Regions from separate parts of the Mus musculus genome. Here regions 1 and 2 are each linked to region 3. Evidence: chromatin contacts called from public HiChIP or PLAC-seq data. All regions are on one chromosome and are shown on one strand. The core of a region is the stretch at or near the end of the contact, and the rest is flanking DNA. Distances in the headings are between cores, read along the strand shown.

Evidence for each region. HiChIP or PLAC-seq counts read pairs in DNA pulled down with a chosen protein or histone mark.
Region 1: a contact with region 3 is called in an H3K4me3 HiChIP or PLAC-seq map of bone marrow-derived macrophages, with 2.7 times the contacts expected there. The contact joins the promoter of Emilin2 here to the promoter of Myl12b in region 3. A contact is called at or near these places in 13 of 39 promoter capture datasets (the 3T3-L1 cell line, 3T3-L1-derived adipocytes, the C10 cell line and 9 more), 4 of 484 Hi-C or Micro-C datasets (the G1E-ER4 cell line, muscle stem cells and neutrophils), 12 of 115 datasets of contacts at active chromatin or transcription factors (the NIH/3T3 cell line, bone marrow-derived dendritic cells, bone marrow-derived macrophages and 8 more) and 3 of 9 other capture datasets (adipose tissue, liver and macrophages).
Region 2: a FOXA1 HiChIP or PLAC-seq map of pancreatic cancer cells shows a contact between it and region 3. The contact joins the enhancer-like site here to the promoter of Myl12b in region 3. A contact is called at or near these places in 7 of 39 promoter capture datasets (the 3T3-L1 cell line, 3T3-L1-derived adipocytes, the HPC-7 cell line and 4 more), 1 of 15 datasets of contacts at CTCF or cohesin (large pre-B cells), 1 of 484 Hi-C or Micro-C datasets (erythroblasts), 7 of 115 datasets of contacts at active chromatin or transcription factors (the HPC-7 cell line, bone marrow-derived macrophages, effector CD8 T cells and 4 more) and 3 of 9 other capture datasets (adipose tissue, liver and pancreatic islet).

The regions. Positions count from the first base shown.
Region 1 is chr17:71,309,740-71,312,716 of GRCm38.p6, forward strand. It overlaps Emilin2 (elastin microfibril interfacer 2), which reads right to left and starts at 1,272. Exons shown (of 8, transcript NM_145158.4): 1 at 979-1,272; 2 at 410-532. The coding sequence starts at 1,121.
Region 2 is chr17:71,265,973-71,268,921 of GRCm38.p6, forward strand. The region is part of intron 4 of Emilin2 (elastin microfibril interfacer 2); the gene reads right to left. Among named protein-coding and RNA genes, the nearest start is that of Emilin2, 44 kb to the right of the region's middle. Within about 2 kb of position 1,594, at least 33 of the 459 cell types and tissues checked have an H3K27ac peak or open chromatin away from gene starts, as enhancers often do. A contact at or near this core is called in the HPC-7 cell line, erythroblasts, fetal liver and 1 more, where this site is marked.
Region 3 is chr17:70,989,233-70,992,199 of GRCm38.p6, forward strand. Myl12b (myosin, light chain 12B, regulatory) reads right to left here and starts at 1,284. Exons shown (of 4, transcript NM_023402.2): 1 at 1,241-1,284.

The DNA of each region.
Region 1 (2,977 bases), core at 22-2,521, 320 kb after region 3:
ACTCCAACTGGTCAAACCTCTCGGCTAATCCTTCATTTAAAACATTTTAGAATCTCTATGCGACCCAGAACATACAATATGGATCTAATTAGGTTCAGCTGCCTTATGTTAGTAATAAAATTGAAAGAGGAGGGGGGAGAGAGAGAGGAGAGAGAGAGAGAGAGAGAGAGAGAGAGAGATGGGGGTGGGGCCTTTGTTCATCCTCTCCTGTGGCCTAGGGAATCTCAAACTCCCAAATTTTGCGCATCTTCAAGGTTCACGCAGAACAGCACACCATTAAATAGCCCAGAGTAGCTGTGAGCCGTGCAGATATCAGACTTTGTAGAGGGTCTGGAAGAGATTTCCACAAGGACTGAAGTCCAGCGCTCCACCTCACCCACCCACTCGGCCCTCGTGCTCCCCGACTTACACCAGGGCGGATGGACAGGGCATCTGGTTCCAGGGACAGTTGTACTGAGCTTGAATAAAACTCTCGCTTCCCTCCTGTACCGTGCAGCTCACGTTCTTATTCACGATGTAGGCGCACCAGTTTCTGGGGTAGAGAGAAAAGGGCTGGATAAACTTGGAGAACAATGGGGAGAAGGGGGAGACGAATTGACCCAACAAGTTGGCGGTCACCAGCGCTGAAGGCAGGAGCTTGCCAAAGCTGCCACCCCAGGGTGTCTCTTGCGTCTTTGGAACACCAAAGAGTCCCAAACCTGCAGAACAGGATGTGTTCGTGTTCGGGCTCGGTGGCAGATCCCGTAGTTCTGCCGAACACTCCCCATTGCCCGGGTTCGCTTCAGGATGCTTGGGGCGCCTGGTGGGGAGCACATGGCCACCCGGGGGTGGCGACACCCCAAAAGCCTATGGGGCTCTCTCTGCTACCGCCCGTCGCCATTGCCGGGGCAGCTCTGGAGCCCGCAGGCGGATTCGGGAGTGACCGCCTAGGATCTGGGACTCTAGGGCTGGGGGCGAGCATAAGGGACACACTCTTACTTGTTCCTGGCACTGGGCCTCGCGTGGTACCCAGGCTGCGAGCTCGCGTGGCACAGTCCCGCGCCGCCCAGGGCCAGCAGGGCCAGCAGGGCCGGCGTCCAGCGACTGGGTGCTCGGGGTCGGGGCGGGGTCTCCTGACACATCTTGAGCCCCACAAGGCTGCAGGCGGCGGGGCCGCGGGAACCGGCAGCGGGCTCGGGCGCTCGGCGGCCCCTCTGGCTCTTCGTCCCCACGCCTCCGCACTGGCCGCTCCGCGGTCCCTCAATGACGCACAGGTCCCCCCGGGTGCCGCCCTCTTTAATTCACTTCCCTCTCCGAAACGTGACTCTTCCCTTCACCATCTCTCGGCCCATCGCCTCTCGGCAGGGGGTTCGGGGAAAGAGCCAAAGGGTTAGGAACCGGGGTCTTGGTTACAGACTTTTCAATTACACATTCCTTTGGTCTCTTCCCAAACGCCAGCAGCTCCGCCTCTCACCTTCCAAACAGCGCGACCCCAGCCCCTCCGGAAGTGCAGCAAGCTTCGGGCGGTCCCCACCTCGATCCCCCGGGGCCTCTCTCCGGCCAGAAGCCCAGGACCACCCATCAGTTATTGCCCCCCCCCCCCGGCGGGGGGAACCTACTCAAGGGGGACTCAGCGTCGATTTCTTCCTCTGAGGCCCCACCGCCGTCTACCCATCAATCTTTAAGGTCTTGGGCGAAAGTTGAAGACGCAGGAGCTCTCCTAGGCGCAGCTAGTACACGGCTTGAACTTTCCAAATGCGCGGGCTGCTCCTGGATAGTGGGGTTGCCTCCCCGCAGCTGCAAACTGTCATTTGCTACTCCAGTGTTTATGAGGAGATGTCCTGCTCGGACGTTTCTCTTTCCATCAGTATTAAAGGCGGATGTTTCGGTCGGTAAAATGCTGCGCAAACATGAAGACATGAGTTCAGATCCTCAGGCACCCACATAAAAAGTTAGACAGGCTTTCACAAACCTGTAATCCCAGTACTAAGGAGGTGGAGACAGAAGAATCTCTGAGGCTGCAGGCTCACTGACAGACCCTAGCTCAAGGGGGGAGTGCCAGAGAGAGCAATTGACAAGAGGATACAAGACATTAATCTCTGGCCTGCACACACGCACACAGTATGTATGTGCGGGCAAACATTTTTAAAAGACCATTTATTATAATAGTTTTTTTTTGTCTTTGCATCTAAATAGTTCAGATTCTGTTGGTGCCTTCCTGCCTCCCTCCAACCCTTCATTCCTCCATCCTTCCCTCCCTCTCTTGCTCCCCCTGTTGGTCATGTTTTCTGCCTATTCAAACGCTACAGGGGTCTTTGCCAATTTCTCTATAGCCTGACCAAAGTGACTCCACAGATAAAATCAGCCACAGAGGGTAGGGTGTTCTACTTGGGAAGCTGGGGCAAGAGACTCACCTTAGAGGCTAGCCTAGGCTACACACTGCACCACCAAGGAGGGGTATTCTAGAGGAGAGAGAGAGAGAGCTATTCCTTTGAAATTAGTTGCTGCTCCTACCCGCCCTAGTTGGCAAGCCTAGGCTCACTGCTGTACCTGTGAACTAACATGACACTGTTGGCTGGGGGTTGGAGGGACAGGGAAAGTTGGCTATGTTTTGATAAAACTAAATGAAGCCACTGGTTGTTTTATTTTCTCATATGCTTTGCTTTGATGGTTTTATTGGGTCCTTTTGATTTGCAAATTGAAGAAAGAAAATTCCCAAAGTAGAAAATTGTACCATGTAAGGACATAATCCGTTCATGAACTTTCCAAGTGGAAGATTATACAAATAGTGGACTGAAGTCATCCTGCCTTCAAAAGAGCCACGGGGGAGAAATAACAAAGATAAAAGACTGTCCTGTGTAACCTGATCTATGCCTTTCTCTTTGTCTTCTCTGTCACCCAGCTCTAACCTCCATTTTGTCCATTGAGTGTCCTGGGGAAGATCTAGTCTAGAAATGGAGACTGCGTGAAGGAAAAAATAGGGGGCAACCCACAAGTT
Region 2 (2,949 bases), core at 344-2,843, 280 kb after region 3:
AGGGGAGACAGCTCAGGGGAGCAGATTCTACCCCCATTGGGTTGAGAGTGAATTAAAACAGGCGGGGGAGGGGTGTTCACTGATTACCAACTGCTGTCCCCCAACTAACTCACAAAGCACCATTGTGACTGTTATTTCCAATGCAGAGACGGAGAAAGGAGGTAGGTAGGTGTTCAGGGTGTAAACAACCTGCCCATGTCACAGAGTTTCAGTACAGATGAACTGGGACTTCAAGGCTGGGGAAAGCCACCATCTCCAGTTGTTTCTCATAGTATATCAAATCCCTTATCCTAGCCACATCGTGTGGCACAACCAGATTCTGACCCTCTTTTCCCATGGCAGCCTCTCACCTTCTGTCTCACTGAAACACTTAGGTTTGCAACAGAACAAATCCATTCCTGTCCCAGAGCCTTCCGGACCATCTTCCTGCTAAATTAATTCTTGCTTCCCGTTATCTATCTATTCTGTTTTATCTTTCCTCGGGGTACTGATTGCTAACTAAAGTCAAACTTTCACCACCATGGCTGTTCTTCTTTTCCTCTAGAGTGTCAGATCCATGATGGCTGAGACAGGACAGAGCTTAGGAGAGATCTGCTAAATAATCTACTGAACCAGGTGTGGCGATACCTGTGACCTAGGAACTCAGGAGGTTGAGGTAGAACAATTACCATGAGTTCAAGGCCAGACTGGGATCTAGGTAAGAGAATAAGTGAATGAAACATGAATGAATGAATGAATGAATGAATGAATGAATGAATGAAAATGTAAAGAGTCAGGAGAGCTGCAGGCAAGAGCAATGAAATACTATAGTGATTACCTGCAATCCCAGGACTGGGGGGGGGGGGGGGAGGCAGGGAAATCTCAAGATCTAGTCATTCTAAGAATGAATGGTAATTAGTAGTAGTAGTAGTAGTAGTAGTAGTAGTAATAGTAGTAGTAGTAGTAGTAGTAGTTGTTCATTTTTCAGAAATTGTATACCCATCAGAGTCTCAGGAGATTCATATATATATATATACATACATACATATATATATATACACATATACATGTATGAGTTTATATATAAATATGTGTGTCCATATATGTGTGTGTGTATATATGAATGAGAGCCTTTTTTGCATATGAATCCTTTTTAAGCCCAGGCAAGAGCACATGCCTTGATAGGATACAAGAAAGACCCTCCTGAGGCCAGCTGCATAACTGAGTCCACCTATGGACCTCACAAGAGCAGACAATAGGAACCTGAGTTATATCTTGACCTGTCATCAAGCTGTACCTTAGGCCCAGTCCCCTCCTCCGGGCTGGTTCTAATTATGGGAGGAGGGACTCGCCGTGTCTCCCAATATGACAGTGTGTTACCCTTCAAAGGCTGGTTTGCTGTGACCAACAGAATGAATGAGGCAGAAGTGATTCCAAGCTACCTTGCCCCCGCCTGTCTGGACCACAGCTTTGCTTTCCATCTGTGGGCCGGTTGCCAGCTGTACCTAAGAGTGGCAGGATGTGAGGAAGCCCACGAGGACACATGTGGAGCAGGGCGACATGGAGGCTCACCACAACTCCAGGACCGTGGCCTACATGAACCTGATCCTTCCTCCAAACACAAAACACAGCTAAGAGGGTGACTCAGGCTGAGTACACAAGACAGCAGCAGAGCCTAGTTACCCTGCACAAGCCCTTGACCCAGGAATGACGGAAAATAACTACCATGGAGATTGGGGTAGGAGATTGCGCGGCAAAATATAACTCCTGTTCACACCAAAGTCTTCCCCCAAATGCCCCCTCTTCCTGCCTTTGAGTTCCACCCACTCCTCATTTATCCATTCACATTTCTTCTAGAAGTTTCTCTCATTCTCTCACCCCACTGCTCACCCTGCCATTTCTCTCAACTATGCTCAGTTATTACTTTCTTCAGCCTGAAGGCTCAGCCCTGTGCCTTTTCCCTTTGAGAAGCCCTGTGGGGATCCTAGTGAGGGGAACAGCCAGTTCTTGTGGCCCCTTTTGTTTGGCTCTCCGCCAGACTTTTGTATTCACATTTGCTACATACTAAGCCCCCATTTACTATGTCCAGGGGTGCACAGAGAGCTTGTGAGTCCACAGGCCCTTTGTACTGTAATACCTGCTCCTTCCTTGACTACAGACTGCATTGCCCCTCACAGATCTGAGGATGCTTTCTGAGGAGAGATGGCACGTGTGATCTCTGCACCCCTCAGAGAGTCTCACGTGCGGTTACAGTCGGTGCTTAGCAAATACTCTGTTGTCTTTTAACTGGTTGACATGTGACTTCAACCTTAGCTACAGGGTCACTCCAGATCCCAGGTCTCCTGGGCCTGTTGGCGCTGGAAGTCAGAGGACACCACTCACTTATTTTTGGCTCCTCTCCATCACAAGTTCTCCCAAGCCCACATGATCTGCACTCACAGCATGACCCCCAAACTGAAGGATGATACATGGAAACCGATTTGTCTCCAGACCTACCCGTCTCCAACTCCGCATAGACGAGCCTCAGAATGGACACAGATTCCCACGCTGTCCAGCACTGCCAATTAACTGGAAATATCTGGCTGTACCTATTATTGTAGAACCCAGTCCAGACAGCATTTTGACCACAAGGGACAATTACCCTCTGAACACATGGGACTCATGACCTTAACTCTACATTCCAGAGATACAGGGGCTGGGAGATCTGAGGTGGAGACTGTGACTGTGTACTACAGATAGCTAAGCCTGGGCACAGTGGCCAGTTCACAGCCGTGCTTGGCCCTGGTGACACTTTATCTATGAAATGAGCACCATGCTCTAGGACAAAGCCCAGAGCACAGCTGCCTGACTGCCATGAATTCTCCCCACACCTCATGAGGTTCCAGGATCTGGACGTGGCCTTCCCTCCCCATAGCTGTTCCTCAGTGAGAGCCTAGTCAGGAAGGCTCCGTTGTGTGGCACCAGCCCAGT
Region 3 (2,967 bases), core at 34-2,533:
TCATTCAACCTTGGGGGAATGGGGATATCGGTCCCATCCCTGGCTTTCCTAACTTTGGCCAACCATTATCACCCAGGGATCTGTCCTTCATAAGCTGCAGCTCAGTGAACAGGTGCCTTTGTGTGTGTGTGTGTGTGTGTGTGTGTGTGTGTGTGAGAGAGAGAGAGACAGAGAGAGACAGAGAGAGAAACAGAGACAGAGAGACAGAGTGAGGAGCAAGTGGATAGAAAAACCCTGGTGGCATCATATGAATTCCTGAAGTGATGTTCCCAGGCAAATGACATCACCTCACTTAAGGGTTTATTGAAGGAGAAAATGCTGTGATATTTCTCTAACACACAGGACTACAGCCAAGCCATCTCTAGAACAAAAGCTGTCAACCCGATTCCCTAAACATCCTTTGTCGTGTTACTTCCTTGTCGTGGGTGACTCCCCAAATCCTCTTACGTAATTTTTCATTTCTCATCGAGTTTTCAGTACACCTCTAAAGAAAGAGGCCTACCTTGGCTAACTAACTACGTTATTTTATTGTATAGGGTCTCGCCTGGGGTCGTGTGTATCCAAGAGCCCTACCCTAACTACCTTCCTCTTTCCCAGCTAGTACTCAGTTATTGTTCTTCTCCCTTCCGGCTGACCACCCGCGCTTCTTGTGCACATAATACGATGCTCATCTTTTGAGCTTTTTGCTCGGTACCTCCTAGCAGAGATCCACCAGTTCATCTTGGATCCCTGGCTCAATATGTTCTCCATTCTTTCCAGCTTTCTTCGAATTGTCCTCTAACAATGAGCTAAATCTTTGCAAGACCTAAGACCCAGTAAGGATTTATGCAAATCAGCCCATTTTAGCATTTGCTAACCAGGAACTCTAGTACCAGTTCCTGGTTTCCTCTGGCAGGAACCATACACCAGCGGGCTTCTCCTCCCCCAACGCGTCTAGAACAGATGCACGCAGTTGCGCTAACACACAGCTTGGACCTGCAGCCTGCAGCCTGCAGCCGCGGCAGGTGCGGGCAGCCGGGCACCAGGTGTCAGTCATCGGATGTCGCAGGCCCAGTGCACACGGTCCCGGGGCCTCGTTCGGCCAGGGTTCGCCAGCACAGGAACCGCGTAGGGCCTCGAACCGAGCCACCTCCGCTCCACCAGCCGATGGTCCAGCCGCCCGCAGGCTCCAGGCGCGGTTGCGCAGCACTAGGGACAGATGCGGCCCGGGAGATGCCCCGCGGGGTCGAGAGCCACTCACCTGACCTGATGCTGCACACCCGAGAGGATCCGACCGGCGACTGCGACCAGCGGAGGTTGGGGCGGGACAGTGGCGGCGCCGCACTTCCGGCCCGGGGGCGGGGCGGAAGGAGCACCGGCGAGCCCGGCGCGACCAACCGTGGCAGGGGGTTGCTGCAAGCGTTTCGAAGACCCGGAGGACCCAGGCAGCCAGCGGCGGAAACTAGCCTGGCTGCACGACCCGACGAACTCAGCCCCTGTAGCCGCGAGTACATATTCCCCAGCTCACTGGCACGGCATCCTCCTGCCGCAGCCGCGCCGGCTTGCTGGTCTCCCCGGCTCCCAGCGCAAGTCCCGCGCCCCTTCCGCATTCCCGAGCCGAGGGCGGAGCGCCAGCGCTGGAATTTGACCCGGGTGGGCTGGGAGCCGCCCTGGTTTGGGGGTCCCCTGGCGCCTGCAGCGGGCAGCCCGAAGTTGCCTGATTTAGCAGAGGGCAGTTGGCCTGGTTAAACTGAGTTTTAGATAAACAATGCTCAAGAGAAGGAATGTAATCCGGAAGAGGGCGGCGGCTGAGCACTCTCCAGTGGGCTCCAGAAACGTTCTCGCTTATTTGAAATTGCACTCCAGCCAGTGGCCTTTACTTTCTCCCCGCCGGGAGGTCATATTCTAGAAGTCTGATCAGAAATTCCGTGTCAGACGGTGGTGGCGACACCTTTGATTCCAGCACTTAGAAGGCTGGGGCAGCATCTCTGTGAGCTGAAGGCCAGCCTGGTCTACAGAGCTTAGTTCCAGGACAGCCACGCTACACGTAGAAAACCACCTCCCTTCCTACCCCACTTCCAAAAGAAATTCCTCCAAGGCAGGAACACTATGGTCTCCAGCACTGAGTATCCGTGTACTTCACAGCAGTCCAGACAATACAAATACAACTTAGGGGCCAGCAAGATGGCTCAGCAGGTAAAAGTGCCTGTTAGCACGCATGACTGAGTTATTTTCTCAGGGCCCACAGAGAACAACCAATTCCTGTAATTTGTTCCTTGAGCCCCGTATGCAGGTACCAGGGAATGTGCAGCCTCCTCCCCAAACTAGTAGATAAAATGTAAAATAAGATAATAATCCTAATAAATTGAGGGTGGCTTTAAATATGCGCTTGAAAAAATCAGGGTCTGGGATTGCGTAGGTCAGAGGTGGAGAATAGGCGCCAGGTGGTACTGATGCTGTATCTTTGATCCTATTTGTCCTCAAAAATCATTGCTTAAATAATTATGTTTCTTATAAAGTTATGGCACTTTCAGGGTTTGTTACATAAGTCTACCACCACTTCCTAGATCCTCACCCTAGGCAATGTAAAATCAGTTAATGAGCAGGATGTGGTGGGCACAGGCCTTTAACCCTGGCATTCCAACGGGTAAACTTAACACAGCAAAAGTCCCTCTCAAAAACCCAGAGTGCGCACAGGGAGGTGGGTCAGTGGCTAAGAGTACTTGCTATGCAAACAAGAGGACTCAAGTTTGAAGTCCCAGCACTCATGTAAGGGCCAGGCTTCCCCTCTTTCCAGGGAACCACAAATCGGCTCCATACATAAACACCCCCCTCTCCCACATTTCCAATTTCTGTAGCAAACGAAGGAAGCGCTCCTATTTCAAATGAGGAAGATGACATTTTAAAACAACCTGGCCACATGAGGGCGGGCGCAGATCCACTTGGGTACCAGGTGGGGTTTGGTTAACCACACCCAGCTCCAGATAG